4 separate regions of the Sus scrofa genome follow, and all the other regions are linked to region 4. The links are chromatin contacts, called in public HiChIP or PLAC-seq maps. All regions are on one chromosome and are shown on one strand. Each heading gives the region's core, a stretch centred on a gene start, on an enhancer-like site or on the middle of the called end of the contact. The rest is flanking DNA. Distances are from core to core; before and after follow the strand shown.

Region 1 (3,856 bases), core at 562-3,061, 130 kb after region 4:
TTGTTGTTGTTGCTATTTCTTGGGCCGCTCCCGCGGCATATGGAGGTTCCCAGGCTAGGGGTTGAATCGGAGCTGTAGCCACCGGCCTACGCCAGAGCCACAGCAACACGTGATCCGAGCCGCGTCTGCAACCTACACCACAGGTCGCGGCAACGCCGGATCGTTAACCACTGAGCAAGGGCAGGGACCGAACCCACAACCTCATGGTTCCTAGTCGGATTCGTTAACCACTGCGCCACGACGGGAACTCCGTAGTTTCAGCTTCTTAAATCACTTTATATTAGTTAAATAAATTCTAAGGACTCAGTTTACTTATCTTCAAAATGAAGTATTGATTTCTAGTCTAACTACCTCCAAAGTCTGCTGAGTCTAAATAAGATAACAAATATTAAAGTGCTTTGGAAAGATAGAAAACATTTTTCTGCAAATATAACTGAGTGCAATGGTAGCAATGTTCCTTATTCCATGAGGCTTATAGCAAGTCAAAGATAGATGAAGGCTGGTAGCTCTCAAACATATTCTCTATCAGGTAAAGTGAACCTGAGCTTGCTCCCATCTTTTCTCACAATGTGACAATGTGCCAGAATTTTATAGAATGGGAATTGTGATGCTTTCTTTTATTGCCTTGGCAGCACCAAACTAATCTGGCAACATTTAACTTATCAACCCAAGTACCAAGGTGAAATGGGGTTAGTGGGATACCTCAGGGAAAAAATATTTTGGTTGTCAACATAGCTCTCGCAAAGAAGTATGAGCTCCATACATGGTGATGGATTTTACATGACTGCAAACCCTCTCTCCTGACTTCTCCATTCCTTCAGCCCCTAAACAAGGAGGAACACTCCTATTTCCCCTCCTGGTCATGGGGTATAAAGTGGGGGATGTAGTAGAGACATCATCGGGCATATTCCAAGATGTGGTTCCAAGGTAACTACCTAAACAGACATAATAGATTTGCCTCTTGAGGGAATTCTACATCCTCACCTTTAAAGCAGCTCCACTAGACCCTTGTACACAATGTGTGTTTGGCGATGTGTGTATTTATATATGTGCCCACTCAGAATCAGGATTCCTTTCGGCATTTGGGGAATGCAGAATCCAGAATATCAAGTATTCCTAGAATATATTTGTGATTTTATTTTTAAAAAAATGGAAGAGGAGAAGGTGACTTCTATTTAAAGGTCTCTTTCCCCATGAATGATGTTGAGAAGTGCTTCCTAGAACCACTGCACATCAGAAGTAGAACTAGACATCTCCAGGCAAGAAACTGAAGAGACATGACTAGCAAAGCAAGACAAGTAAACTCCTCAAGCCCTATGTGAGCTTGCCAAAAGGCTAAGCCTTTATTTCAGGGTTGTTACCCCACCTTCTTTTACCCAACTTGGTAATGAAGAAACTATCTGCATAGTACTCAGACGAGTCATCCTTAGGAATGTGAACATTGAAGATAGCCAAGCAAGGGGAAATAGGTCAAAAGATATTGCACATAGTTAAAAATAGCCACCACAGAAAATGCCTTTGTATTTGGCATCACTCCTTCTCACATTCACTTTAATTGACCATTTGGCTCATTGTGCAAAGCAGAGAGCTTTTCACACCTCTGGGACATGGGGTTTATGGTCCGCTGCTGGCTGCCCCAAACCATGCGAACTGAAGAGCAAGGCAATTATTTCTACAATTGACACAAAATTTTTTTCTTTCATGTCAATAGCCTGTTTCCAATGAGAAAAAAATCACCCCCTCTCTGCTGATCAGTGTCTGTGGAAGAGCTATTCTCTGTTGAAGGCTCTCCTCCCTCCACTCCTTCTTGCGTGGTGTCAGATTATGTCACATGTCTAACCTTCCATTACACTCTCTGGCTGAGCCAACACAGCTGGATTCTCAGTCAACTATGAAGTTTAAATTGGTAACTCCAAATCTGTTCTATGAATTCCAGCAATAGCTGATTTGGCCAGAATTTCAAAATTATCTTCATGCTTGGGAGATTTTAAAAAGAAAGACAATTAACCAGTCTCAATGATTTACCTAAGAGAATGTACAAACCATCACATTCAACTCTTTTTTTTTTCTCCTGAAGAACGTTCCCATATATCTTTTTGTCCATTTGCATATTCCACAATTTATTGTAAGTACAGAGCCACAAACTTTGCCAATGGCTTAGGAAACTGTGTAACTATGTATTTATGACTAGACAAGTGCATAATGTGAACATACTGTTTTTTTAAAAATAATCTTTTTGGAGTTTTGAATTCAAGAAATAAGGAATTTTATTTTGCTTGTAGCAGAGCCATAAATCAGCATATGCTTAAGTAATCTGCAGGAAACAGCACTGTTTGGGGAAAATGATCTATCTATGATAACTAGTGAACAGACCTTATTAGGAACTAGGAGTTTGGGGGCTTTATATAAAGCATGTCAGAGAACATTCTGGCATTTGTCCAAAAGGATATACTGTTCTAAGGATAACTATGGGGTGTCAGTTGTTTTAAATTACTAAGCTCTCCCTCTGGACCCCTTCTCTGGAGATAACATTAGGCTATGGCCTCCGATCTTTGAAAACACATTTCATAGTATCTCTGTTCCTGGGTTGCTTTAGACCCCTGCATGGTTACCTGAGTACTAGTGAATCCCATGGAATTAGACAGTGTTACCCAGTCATAAGCAATTACTTAAATATCTTAAAGCAACAACTCCAAATGATGGAGATTTGAGGATTATCTGAGGAGAACTCTTGTAAAACTGATAATGGAATAGCACAATACAAGAAAGAAGCCATATGCTGGACTGTTAATTTTCTTGTTTGGAAAAGGGAATACCTTGAGGGTTTCATTAAAATTAGAACTTATATTTTTAAGGGATGAAAACAGTGTATAAATATAAATAATACTCTATTCCTCATGGTCAAAACAGATACCTTGTTTACAAGGCATTTCAGGATGAGTACACCACTAGGGATCCTAGAAAGTGTTGACTTTCCTTGTTATGTCCTCTTTCTTAGTCATTTTGCACATTTGCTGGTAATATCTGCTTAAATTTACCTGCTTATTTGTGAGTACCCTAAAAACAATTTTAACCTATTTTCCATCATAGTGACCTATTTTTCCAGGATTTAATAAAATTACATTTTATTTATACAGTAAGAAAAAAATGAAATAAGTAAGAAGACGTTAAGGAAATCATAAGGCGACCCAGAGAGTTAAAAAAAAATGATGAACTTTCAAATAGAATGTGATGAGCCTAATTTTTCAAAGAGATTGCAAATTTTTCATAGATTTTGCATCTTTTTATGAATTTGAAGTCATAAACTAATTGTATGAAAGCACTCTTCTTAGGATAATCCACCAGCTATTAGTGTCTTGGGAGGGAATGCTTCATCAGGGATGCTGTTTTAAGATTGACTGTATCATATTGGCTTAGAATATATAACTAATAAGGCTAAGGATTTGACTTGGTTGAACACTGCTTAGTCTGAAGGATTGAGAGTGAGGAGACTGAACTGAACTATATGAGAAAAATGAGATATTTGAGAGATGAAGTATGGTTTAGAAACAAATAAGCAACTAAGAATAATAGTACTGACATCAATAATTACGGTAATAGTTAATAGTACTAACTGCTTTGTGCTAGGCCACTATGCTAAGTTATTTAATTCTCATAATACTTTGTATGAATTAAGACCTTTTAGTATCCAAATTTTACCCATAAATGAGCTAAATTGTAGAATGTACTTAGTTTTGGACTTTGGGGACTTACTTAAATTTCTATAGGACATCTAAATGGAGACATCCAACAGGCATTTGGAATATAAGGTAGAAACTTAGGGGGAAAAATCTGGCCTGGATATAGAGTAATGGGA
Region 2 (3,803 bases), core at 566-3,065, 160 kb after region 4:
TTATGTCCAAGATATGGAAGAAACATAAGTATCCATCAATATATTAAGTGTCCATCAATATATGAATGGATAAGGAAGATGTTATAGATATATAGATAGATAGATACGGGTATATAGATACATAGATATGTGAAGGAATACTACTCAGACATAAAAAAGAATGAAAATTTTCCATTTGCAGCAATATGGATGGACTTGGAAGGTATTATGCTAAGTGAAATCAGTCATACAGAAAAAGACAAATGGTGAGTGATACCATTTATATGTGGAATCTGAAAAGTAAAACAAATTAGGGAATATAGCAAAGAAGAAAGAACAAACTAGTGGTTACCAGTGGGGAGAGAGGAGGAGAACAGCATTGTAGGGCTGGGGGATTAAGAGTTAAAAACTATACTGTATAAAATAAGCTACAAAGATATATTGTACAACACAGGGAGTATAGCCAATATTTCATAACTATAAATGAGAGTAACCTTGTAAAATTGCAAATCACTATTTGTACATCAACTATACATCAATTTTAAAAAAAAGAACATTAAAAAAAATAAAGAATAGAAGTAGTCATCCTTAGTCTTCCTTAGAAATAGGCACCTCCATTTAAAAGAGGAATCTGGCCATTCAGAACAGAGACTATTTTTCTCAACCATATGACCATGTAATTAAGTTCTGGCCAAAAGAGGAGTTCCCCGTCATGGCGCAGCAGAAACTAATCCAACTAGGAACCATAAGGTTGCGGGTTCAATCCCTGGCCTCCTTAAGTGAATTACAGATCCAGCGTTGCTGTGAACTGTGGTGTAGTTTGCAGATGTGGCTTGGATCTGGCGTTACTGTGGCTATGGCGTAGGCCGGCTGCCATAGCTCTGATTAGACCCCTAGCCTAGGAACCTCCATATGCTGCAACTGTGGCCCTAAAAACAAGCGCACGTGCACACACACACACACACACACACACACACACAGACATACATAGACATGCGCGCGTGCACACACACACACACACACACACACACCCCCTATGTTCTGGCCAAAAGAAATCAAGCAAAAATTTCTCATGAAAATTCTAGGAAGTTTCCTTAAAAGGAGAGGGCTTACCCTTCTCTGTTTCTTCTTTTTCCTCCTGGCTCAAATGTGGATGTGATGACTTGAGCTCAAACAGGTTTTATCAGTCATAGAGTAACACATGTGAACTGTGTGAGAAGCCAGGTAGAAGGAGTAACCATTTGCAGAACTGCCATACTACTCCCTGTGTGCATTTCAGGAATTTTCTTACAGTAGTTGCAGCTAAATACCACCCTTATCATGGATAACTTTGTGTTTATCTAGCTTAAGTGTAGTTTTAATTTTAAAAAATCAATTTTCAGGCTAATCTGTACAGCTTTTCATCAAGATTTCAGTATACAGCTTTGTTATAGAAGTAACATCTATGGCGAATTATTTCTCTCTTCCTGATGTGAAAAAGTGCCCTGTGACTTGTTGCTTCAGTAGTTTTCACTCTTGTGTTTGGGACAAAAACTCTTCTCTTACAAATTATTTGCAGCAAAATTGAAATTATAAAATCAACTGTGGAGTCCCATTCAAATTTAAGCTCTGGGAAGCTAATCAAAAATAAGAAAGCAATAGGAATAAGCTTAAAACAAAAAAGAAAGAAAAGAAAATCCTTGAGTATTCCCCCGCCCCCAGGATGATCAAACTTACTCCTTTAACACTGAGTTTTTTCCTTTTAAGTATTTACGTTTGAAGTTCCAACCATAGTGCAGTAGGTTAAGAATCTGACTGCAGCCGCTCTAGTCACTGAGGAGGTGCAAGTTCAATCCCACTCCAGTGCAGTGTGTTAAAGCATCCAGCATTGCTGCAGCTGTGGCTCAGGTCACAGCTGTGGCTGGGATTTAATCACTGACCTGGGAATTTCAGTATGCCATGGCTACAATGATAAAAAGAAAAAAAAATTTACCTTGGATTTACAAAACCTTATATACTTATTTACCATTAGCATAGCTTTCTATATTCTCAAACACATTAGACAAGGGAATTTATTAACACTCTTGCTATGCTTGTGTAGGGAATTATTAACTCTCTTGATTTGCCTATGAAGTAGGCAAATATTCTCCTATTTCAAAAAGCCTGGAGAAGTCAGACACCTTCCTTAGTGGAACTGGAGTGGCTGCTAGTAGGGTCAGGGCTGTGGCTGGCTTGTGTTGGTCATCTATTATTATGTAACTACTAATCCAAAGCTTAGAACTTAAAACAGCAATATTTTTATTGTTTCTCATGACTATGGGTCAGGAATCAGACAGGACACTGCAGGCATGGTAAGTCTTTGCTCCACACAATGTCTGCTGAGGCACTAACACCCCAAATGGCTTCTTAGCTCGTATATCTGGTGTCTCCCTAGGATGGTTCAAATACTTTAGGGCTGACTGGGACATTTCAACTGGAGTATTATGTCTAGGGCCTCAGTTCTCGATGTCAGCTGAGCCAACTTCCATGTAATCTTGTCACAGTAGGTAGAATTCTTACATGATGGCTCAGCAGCCACAAACCACAAAAGCAGAAGCTACCGGGTCTCTTCAAGGCTTAAGCCAGAAACTGGCAATAATCACTTCTACCATAGTCTTCTAGTTTTAGCAAGCCACAGCCCCAAACCAAATGCAAGGGACGGAGGCTATACAAGTGCATGGATTTAAGATGTGTTTCATTAGGGGCCACTGCTAGTGTTGCCAGATAAAATATAAATATAATTTAGTTAACTTTGAATTTCAGACAAATAACAGGAATTGTTTTGGTATAAATATGTTCCATGCAGTATGTAGAACACACCTATTCTGAAACATTATTCCTATTAATCTAAATTCAGGTATAACTGAATATCCTGAATTTTTATTAACTAAATCTCCCAATCCTAGATTCTACTAATGTAACAGACTATCAGTGAATATAAACTGATATCTCTCTAGGAGCACATTCATAATGTATAGCTTAATGAGACCTTTAGCCAGCCCCACCTGTATCTCCCAGTTCATTCAGTGTGTATACAGGTACTTTATGAGTTCAATAAAAGTGATCATAGTAGTCAGAGGAATTACTCAATGAAATGGGGTTTAGCTACTGGGAAGAAAGCTGATGCTCTCAAAAAAACATAAAGAAACTGGAAAGATAGTTTAATATATGTTTCATACCTGGATTCTTCTTTTTTGCTTATGCCCACTAATTATTTTTCTGGCAGCTTTAGCACAGGAAACTATACTCAGTATCTTGTAATAACCTAAATAGAAAAGAATGTAAAAAAATATATATATATGTATGTATGTATAACCGAATCACTTTTCTGTACACCTGAAATTAATGCAACATCAATCAACTATGTTTCAATAACATTTTTTAAAAAAGAAAATAGGAAATCTTTTTTTTAAAAAAACACTGGCTATTGGAGAGTTCCCATTGTGGCTCACCCGGTTAAGAACCCAGCTACTATTCATGAGAATGCAGGTTTGATCCCTAGCCTTGCTCACTGGGTTAAGGATCCAGCGTTGCCGTGAACTGTGGTGTGGGTCTCAGACGCGGCTTGGATCCTGTGCTGCTGTGGCTGTGGTGTAGGCCAGCTCGGATGAAACCCCTACCCTGAACCAAGAAAGAAAGAAAGAAAGAAGGAAGGAAGGAAGGAGAAAAGAAAGGAGAAAAAAAAGAAAGAAAAGAAGAGAGAAAGAATTGGCTATTTGGCCCTATGTACATGAATGACCCACCTTGAGCAGTACAATCTCCCTTATAAACATGGAGCCTCCCCATCACTCAAAGAATTTGGGAGT
Region 3 (3,990 bases), core at 450-2,949, 210 kb before region 4:
AACACTGACAGTGACTAATAATGTCTGGCACATAGTAGGTGCCTAATAAATTTTTTTTAATTAATGAAGAGTAGTCTATAAATTTGTCAACTGATAAGTACACAGAGTCCACAATGGTGAGCATATATGCTAATAAAACATGCCTGTGAGTTTAGGAATAATTTGAGTAAATCATAGATGCTCTGTCCATATGAATTTTGAAATGAGAGGTCTGCAGAGTTCATAACTAGGTATTCACTATGAATCATACTACATTTATTTCAATCTCCAAACATGACTTTGTCAGAATCTGAGTAGGGAGTTGGAGATACTTGGCTTGATTCAATCAGGTGTTTCTTAGGAAGAGAATAGAGGGAGTGAGAATAGGATGTGGAATAGGGAATTATTAATTCTGATAGCTTATTTATCCTCAAACATAATCAGAAGATTATACCTGTTATTTATGTTTTCTTTGGAATTCAGAGAGTTTAGCATATTTGTTACATTCAGCGGTGGGTCAATAAGCAAGAGAATAATTACATTTACCTTAGAAAGTTGGAAATGAGAATCGTATCTCTTTTACTGTGGCATCCAATTAATGATAATTCTAATACAGTTTACGACAAAAGATAAACCAGTTTCTTACAACATCAGTAACTGGTACATTTTTCTTGATGCCAGAAACCATGACTTAAGCTTTTTTTTTTTTTTTTTTTTTTTTTCTTCCCCTTTTAGGACCTCACTTGTGGTATATGGAAGTTCCAGGCTAGGGAGTGAATCGGAGCTCCAGCTGCCAGCCTATGCCACAGCCGTGAGAATGCTGGATCCGAGCTGCATCTGCGACCCTAGCCTCAGCTTTTGTCAATGCTGGATCCTTAACCCACTGAGTGAGGCCAGGGATCAAACCCACATCTCACAGATACTATGTTTTGTTCTTAACCCATTAAGCCACAACAGGAATGCCATCATTTTTTTCTTATTTCTAAGATGGGCCTAAAAGTGAGGGCGACACATAACAAGGACACACTATTTCTCGAATGAATGGAAAATTTCAAACCACTCAGAGAACCTAGTTTAAATTGCTTTTGACCACCAAATAAACTGAGAAGTGAATATAATTATATACGCTGCTGATTGAAGTATATGAAAATGAAAAAAAATGTTGTGAAATAAGTCTCTTTACCCTACACTTAGGGTGAAAACATTTGATGATGCAGGCAACAGTTTTATTATAAAAGGAATGCACAGTAGGTCGTATGAAAAATAAAACAAGAAAGAAACCTTTAGGTGGCGGCCAAGAGCTATGATTATGAATTCTTTTATGAGAATTTATAATCTTGTTTGAAAGTGGTCATGTTAAGCGGGTTATTAAACCACAAAAATTCAGTACAAAGCAAATTCAAGAAAAAAAATTAGGCCTGGAAAGAAATGGATTTGAATGAGTATATCATCGAACAATCAATCAAATCTTAATTTTGATTAAATATGGGTATTTTGATTATGAATATTTTTTAAGAAACCAGATCTGGGAAGATAATCATATTGGTATTGAGTCATGAAATTAATTAGTCTTGACAGTTAAATAATTGTTTTAATCTTGAAAGAAATCATCTTCAAGCAAAATGGTAGCGTTTTAAGAAATCAGAGAATGTAATAAAGATGTCAAACTGTCCAGATGCTCATTGTGCAATTGGAAACTCCACTCAAAGTTGACACAGGTCTCCAAAAAAAAAGGAAAAAGGTCAATGAGCTCATTCATTCTTGCAACATCTGCCAGAAGCTATGGCTTCTTGAAACACTAATATGTTTTCTCTCTTTTTTTGTTGCTCTCTCAAATGAAGAGCCGACAGAATTCATCATATATCTCTTTCAGTCCTAGAAAAAAGGGGGAAAGATGAAATACTTTTAAATAAAGCATTATGATTTTGTGATGATATGCAGTAGTTTTTCCTCTCTGCTTTTTGTTTTCATCATTAGTCTACTTGAAGGAAAAATTGTTTTAAGCATCACTATTGCATACTGCTTTACAGTAATTTTCATTTAAAAGTTTTTCCATTAATGGTTAGTTCTGTTAGCATTTAGATTCATTACACTTTTGACAATGTTTTGGCAAGTAGACTAAATATAGATATGTGCTTCCATTTAATCCGGACTTCAGTGATGAAATATCTCTAGTTCAATTCTTGTCCACTTTAGTAACACACATTTAGCGTCAATTGTGTGCACACCCAGGACCATGGAGGAGAGAAAACAAATAAAAGACAAACTCAGTACATATGGAGTTGACAAGCTTTCTAGATGAAATAAGAGAATAGAAACAAAATACTATAGCAAAAACAACACGTTATCATTATCATTATTATTATTATTATTTGTCTTTTGTCTTTTTAGGCCTGCACCCTCAGCATATGGAGGTTCCCAGGCTAGGGGTCAAATCAGCTACAGCTGCCAGCCTCTACCACAGCCCACACCAACGCGGCATCTGAGCTGTGTCTGCGGCCTATACCACAGCCCATGACAACACTGGACCCTCAACCCACTGAGCAGGACCAGGGATCAAACCTGCATCCTCATGGATACTAGTCGGGTTCGTTAACCACTGAGCCACAACAGGAACTCCAACAATACATTATTTTTGAGTAATAAGAAGAGAAGGAAAAGTGTGAGTTGATATTAACTGAGAAAAGCTCTGCAAAGAAAATAAAAGTAAACTGGTAGCTCCCCAGTATATTGTTGGGAAAGTAAATGCTTTAATTTAAAAAAAAACTATTTCAATTGCTTAATGTTAATATTCCATTAACAGTAGTGCAGAACAGTTTCTTTCCTAAATATTTTTCACTATGTTTAGTCAGTGAAGCTGGTGACAACTCTTCTCAAACATTTAGTATGTTGCTGGATTACATGGCAAACTGCACAAAAAAAGATTACCCAGAAATTATTTCAGTTTTCTAGTCTAGGAGTAAATGCATGATGAAAACCCAAGTTGAACCTATGGGATTTAAGTGGTAGAATTATTTTCTCTGTCACCAGTATCTTCAAACTGATATTCCTGAAGCTAGGAATCAGAGAGTTGGCCCTCACCCTGACTCTGATAGTGGATATGGTGATAAAATCATGGTCAGGATACATCATTTCTCTAGAAGAATCTTCCTTCTGTGTAACATGAAAGAGAACTAGATGATCTCTAAATTTCCTCTTAACTCTAAAATGTTACACTTCAGGATTTTTAGAGAATAAAAACAAAATATTATTCAACATTATTGAAGTAGAAAATGTGTATGGCATAGTTTCAGGGAGAATTACAAAATGAATCCAACTGAATACAGGGCCCCATACATAGGTCAAGAGTGACCCCCTAGAATTGTGCAGTGTTCAGCTTACATGACTGTATATGTTGGCTGTAAAATTATATCAATAGTAAGGAAAAGAAGATTTAGAAAATTCCTCTGTATTAAAATTTTTATTATAATAGAATTTTAAAATAGAATAAATTTGATTTAGTTTCTAAATCATGGTCCTTTTTTAGAACTGTTAAATGTAAAAGCAGTAAACTGAAGAAAACAGAAAGGGTAGTCATCTTAACTACGATGAATGAAAATGATTGTCCAAGGTTTGAATGTTACGAAGCCAGTAGATAAACTAGGGAATGAATATTTTCTCATGGATTTAAAAGACTGAAAATTCTATCAGTGGATGAATGTGACTTTTAGGTACCTTATAAATATAATCTATATTAAAATTTAATTTCAAGTAATCTGCCATTATGCTAATGTATTTATATGTGGGTGTGTGTCTGTGTGTGTATATATATACAACTTATATAGCTAATGATTTATATAGTCATGAATAATTCAGATATTGGGATATAAATCTCATTAGTTCAAAGCAATGCATTTAAACCTGAATGATCATTTATTTTTGAATGCAATTCTCTTTTGAATACTTTTGGAAATTAGGTGAAAGTCTATAAGAGAAAGATGAACATTCTTACTCTCATATTTAAAAAAAATT
Region 4 (4,247 bases), core at 925-3,424:
TGTAATTGAGAAACAAAAACTTGGAAGTCCCCTCCACTAAGATTTTATTCTTGGCAAGTCAATTCCAAGATTATTGTTATTTGCTTGAAAATTTTTCTGCACATGCACTTCCAGTAAAACCTTTCAAAACATAAACAGTCGGTTTTGACTTCACCTTACTTGTCCTTATGTAGATTTCCCACTGTAAATTTACCCTTCTGTGTTTATATTGGAGGCTTTTCCTCAGCTTCTTCAGGGCCTTGGCTTAGCGTACTGAGATTTAATAAGTTTATTTAATAGCAATAATATAATATTATAATTATATGTGATATAATTTCAATACATGTAAATATAAACTTGCTTTATAATTTAAAAAATACCTCATACACTATTTAATGTGGACAGGGCAGCTATTATTAATTCTAAAGGTGAATTAATAAGTGAATATTAAATAAGCAACTTGCCTCAAATCACACAGATGTTAGATGGCAGCTAAGAAATTAGAACTAAAGAATGGCAAAGCTCTGACTAGTGCATGGGAAAACCTTCCTGCTCTTTCTTATTCCCTTGGCTATTAGTTTTCTTTGTGATTGATTATTATTATTATTTTTTAATTCTTCATTTTCTTTTTTCTTTTTTTTTTTTTTTTTTTTTTTTTTTTGTCTTTTCTAGGGCTGTTCCCACGGCATATGGAGGTTCCCAGGCTAGGGGTCTAATCAGAGCTGTAGCTACCGGCCTACGCCAGAGCCACAGCAACGGGGGATCCGAGCCACGTCTGCGACCTACACCACAGCACACAGCAACACCAGATCCTTAACCCACTGAGCAAGGCCAGTGATTGAACCTGCAACCTCATGTTTCCTAGTCAGATTCGTTAACCACTGTGCCACAAGAGGAACTCCTGTGATTGATTATTAAAGGAACCATCTGATTAGATAAAACAAGTGCATCTTACTGCTCCAGTTAATGTTGAATGAATCACCATACTCAGTCAATCATCAATTCAGGTTATTCCTAATTTCCTCCAAACCATCTCTTGAATCAAACTGCTTTATTTACAGGACCCAATCATAATTTATGCCATCACCTCTCTGCTTAGACATCAGCAGTAGTTACCTAACCCACCCCCTTATTTCCACCCTCTCCTCTCCTCTAATGTTCCCATCATTCTCTGTGCACCCCCATTAAAACTGCTGCAATGATTCTCTTTGTTTTTGAGATAAAGATCCCCTATCTCTTTTGCCCTGCCCAGGATTTGGCCCCTTCAGATCTCTCTGGAATCATTTACCCCTGTTTTCTCTTTTGTTCCAAATAGTCCAGTCTCACTGACCTCTTTTCAGTTACTCAAAACAAGCCTGCTCCTTCCCAACCCACATGCTATTACCTCCGCCTGGTGAATCCGCTCTCTCCCTCTGTCACCTAGTTAACCCTCTCTCTCCCTTCAATTCTCAGTTCGAACACCATTTTTCATATAAACCTCTGACTTTCCTGTCATATCATTTCCTCCTTTAGGCCTTAATGCCTTTCCCTTGGGGCGTTCATCACTGTGGTAGCTTTTATTTGATTAGCTGTTTGATCAGATGCTGAAAGGGAAAAGTTAACAGTGGGTTTGTAACACATCCTTTCTACTTTGGAAATGCTGGAGATAGTTTTTCTTTTTAACTCCAAGCATGCCTTCTTGAAAGTATTAACTGATGAAATTTACTAGCCCCTGATTACTGATTTAGGAATGCTTTTAACGAAGTATACCTGATCTTTTTTGCCTACTTGTAAATGTATCTGTAATTTATGGATTTATGAACTGCAGCTGTGCTGATGAATGAAAGTTAATCACATGGCTAGAAGTGGACTTCGAGATGATGAGATGTATAAACTGTGACTACAAACACTAAGAAGCTTCCCTTTGCTAATTAGAGCCATGCGAAATAAACACCCTTCACTCCAGAACCAAAACATAGTGCAGAAAACAAGGCTGCATCTGATGGGTTTAGGTCTGCCAGATATTGCTGTAGCACATTTGGCTGATGTTTCTCTCTAGTAATTTGTAAAGCTTGAGGCTGGGTAAAATTTATATTTCATGTGACTCGTACTGACAGCTCTGGCTTTTGTTATTACGTAAGTGAAACATCTATACTTCTTCCTCATTGTCTCATGAGCTTCATGAAAGCAGGAAAATAACTTTTATCTGTCAGCTAGTTCCTATTTTCTGACCTAATTTTTAGCACATAGTGTGATCATATTTGTGTGGGAGAGATTACTAGAGTACATCATGTCCGATTCTTCCTGCATCCATTGAAAAAAACATCCAACTTCCCACACAATTGGTGGTTAATTTCCTCTTGGTGGACTTTGAGAGAAAATAACAAACATAACTTCAAGATAGAGGCAGGCAGATCAGATGTAAATTGCCCACACCATTTTTCCCTCACTAGCAAATGCTGAAAACTTATGTTGGTATGGTTATCTGGAAAGATGGTGGAGCCTCTGTCATTTCTGGATCCCGGATTAGTATGTAGAGAATAAGCAACCTCCCAGCCATGTTGGCTATATACTAGGTGCCAGAAATGCCAATTGATTTTGTGAAGCGCCTGAGATTTTACGGTTAGCCTGTTACGTATATGTAATGTAGCTTATGCTGTCTGATGCATGAGTGAGCAGTCAGCAGGCAAAACCGGGTCTGAAAGCACTCTGCAGCACACTGCTTTCTTCTCTTCCCTTGAGTCTTCCATTCTCTCCCTTCCTTCCCAAAATACAAATTAGTGAGTGAGGAACAAGGGAGAGAGTCCACAGTTTCAAATGTACTGAAGAAATAAAACACTCACCTTAAACTGAGCTTCCAGGTTAACAATTTAGTGGCAATACCTCACTTCTCTGTACCTTGTCAGTGAAGTATTAGAAGGTGATCTGGACCAATTGGCCTTGAGGAAAATTTAAATCAGAGTAGGAGATTTTCATTTGTAACTAAAAGGTATCTCCTATGTTCTTGATCTCTGTCCTCACATGGAATTCAACTGTATACTTTATTGTGGGTCTCCAAAATTTCAGTATGCAAAAGAGTCATCATAATAGTTTGGTAAAAATGTCCATTTTAAGCTTTCTATCCAAGAATCTATCAGATTTATGTGTCTGAGAGATTTTCATTTTAAATACCTCACCTTGGTTTTTTTTTATTTATGCAGCTCTCAAACCTCACTTTGGTAAAACACTGCTATAAACAGTAGTTGTAAAAGATCAAATAATATAGGTCCTTTTTTCATTTATGCAGTCGTTCTCAACCATGGCTTCATATGAGAACCATATGGGGAGCTTTGAAAATAGTATCAATTCACAGGGCATACCACAGACTAATTATATCTCATGATGAATATAAATGAATTTATTTTCTGCAAGCTATGGCAAATTATTGTTTAGAAGGTCTCCTACTTATTGTGGCATTACTGGAAATTGGTAAACAGGCCACATGTCAATCAATAGCCCCCTGAGAACCACAGTGCAGAGTATCCTGGGATGAGGCCAAACAAATACCAATTTCTTAAAAGCTTAGAACCTGAAGAACAGGACCTCTTGGTAATACACTGACTTCATGGATCTTGGTGCCTTTACTTTTTTTTTTTTTTTTTTGTCTTTTTTTTCCATTTCTTGGGCCACTCCCGAGGCATATGGAGGTTCCCAGGCTAGGGGTCGAATCGGAGCCGTAGCCGCTGGCCTATGCCAGAGCTACAGCAACACAGGATCCGAGCCACGTCTGCGACCCACACCACAGCTCATGGCAACACCGAATCCTTAACCCGCTGAGCAAGGCCGGGAATCGAACCCGCAACCTCATGGTTCCTAGTCGGATTCGTGAACCACTGAGCCACGACAGGATCTCCAGGTTCCTTTACTTTTAATTCCAACCCATTTGCCCCTCCCATGCCAAGCCTCTGTAGCAACAAGCAGACAGGTGGAGATTGAAAAGTGTGAGCCTTGTTCTCTCAGAGCCATAACTGATGGAGCTCCACATTGGGAAAAAGGTAGAAATCAGAGGTAGAGAACTTACTTTAACCTTTACTAAGCTTAATGTGATCTTGTTTTGGTGACAGGGTATGTGTAAGAACGAGGATAGAGGCCAAGATGAGCCCACCTGAGTGTGCTTGGTTTCTTTGGCTTTTCATGGGTGAAAAAGTAGTTGGAGTGGTGGGCTGACTTTTCCATCCCTGAAGATTAGAGGCCTGGGAACACCAGGGAAAAGAAAGACTACATGCAACGCAGCCAGCCCACATGGACGG

Evidence for each region. HiChIP or PLAC-seq counts read pairs in DNA pulled down with a chosen protein or histone mark.
Region 1: a contact with region 4 is called in an H3K27ac HiChIP or PLAC-seq map of alveolar macrophages. The contact joins two enhancer-like sites. A contact is called at or near these places in 7 of 47 Hi-C or Micro-C datasets (embryonic fibroblasts, fibroblasts, heart right ventricle and 3 more) and 2 of 2 datasets of contacts at active chromatin or transcription factors (alveolar macrophages and skeletal muscle).
Region 2: a contact with region 4 is called in an H3K27ac HiChIP or PLAC-seq map of alveolar macrophages. The contact joins two enhancer-like sites. A contact is called at or near these places in 2 of 47 Hi-C or Micro-C datasets (epiblast stem cells and mesenteric adipose tissue) and 1 of 2 datasets of contacts at active chromatin or transcription factors (alveolar macrophages).
Region 3: a contact with region 4 is called in an H3K27ac HiChIP or PLAC-seq map of alveolar macrophages. The contact joins two enhancer-like sites. A contact is called at or near these places in 1 of 47 Hi-C or Micro-C datasets (embryonic fibroblasts) and 1 of 2 datasets of contacts at active chromatin or transcription factors (alveolar macrophages).

What each region holds. Positions count from the first base shown.
Region 1 is chr9:88,972,961-88,976,816 of Sscrofa11.1, reverse strand. All of the region lies in intron 2 of LOC110255482 (a long non-coding RNA gene), which reads left to right. Among named protein-coding and RNA genes, the nearest start is that of TMEM196, 120 kb to the right of the region's middle. Within about 2 kb of position 1,811, at least 22 of the 83 cell types and tissues checked have an H3K27ac peak or open chromatin away from gene starts, as enhancers often do. A contact at or near this core is called in alveolar macrophages and retroperitoneal adipose tissue, where this site is marked.
Region 2 is chr9:88,944,828-88,948,630 of Sscrofa11.1, reverse strand. All of the region lies in intron 2 of LOC110255482 (a long non-coding RNA gene), which reads left to right. Among named protein-coding and RNA genes, the nearest start is that of TMEM196, 88 kb to the right of the region's middle. Within about 2 kb of position 1,815, at least 9 of the 83 cell types and tissues checked have an H3K27ac peak or open chromatin away from gene starts, as enhancers often do. A contact at or near this core is called in alveolar macrophages, where this site is marked.
Region 3 is chr9:89,316,425-89,320,414 of Sscrofa11.1, reverse strand. The region is part of intron 1 of MACC1 (metastasis-associated in colon cancer protein 1); the gene reads left to right. Among named protein-coding and RNA genes, the nearest start is that of MACC1, 24 kb to the left of the region's middle. Within about 2 kb of position 1,699, at least 1 of the 83 cell types and tissues checked has an H3K27ac peak or open chromatin away from gene starts, as enhancers often do. A contact at or near this core is called in alveolar macrophages, where this site is marked.
Region 4 is chr9:89,106,993-89,111,239 of Sscrofa11.1, reverse strand. No RefSeq gene overlaps it. Among named protein-coding and RNA genes, the nearest start is that of MACC1, 230 kb to the left of the region's middle. Within about 2 kb of position 2,174, at least 3 of the 83 cell types and tissues checked have an H3K27ac peak or open chromatin away from gene starts, as enhancers often do. A contact at or near this core is called in alveolar macrophages and retroperitoneal adipose tissue, where this site is marked.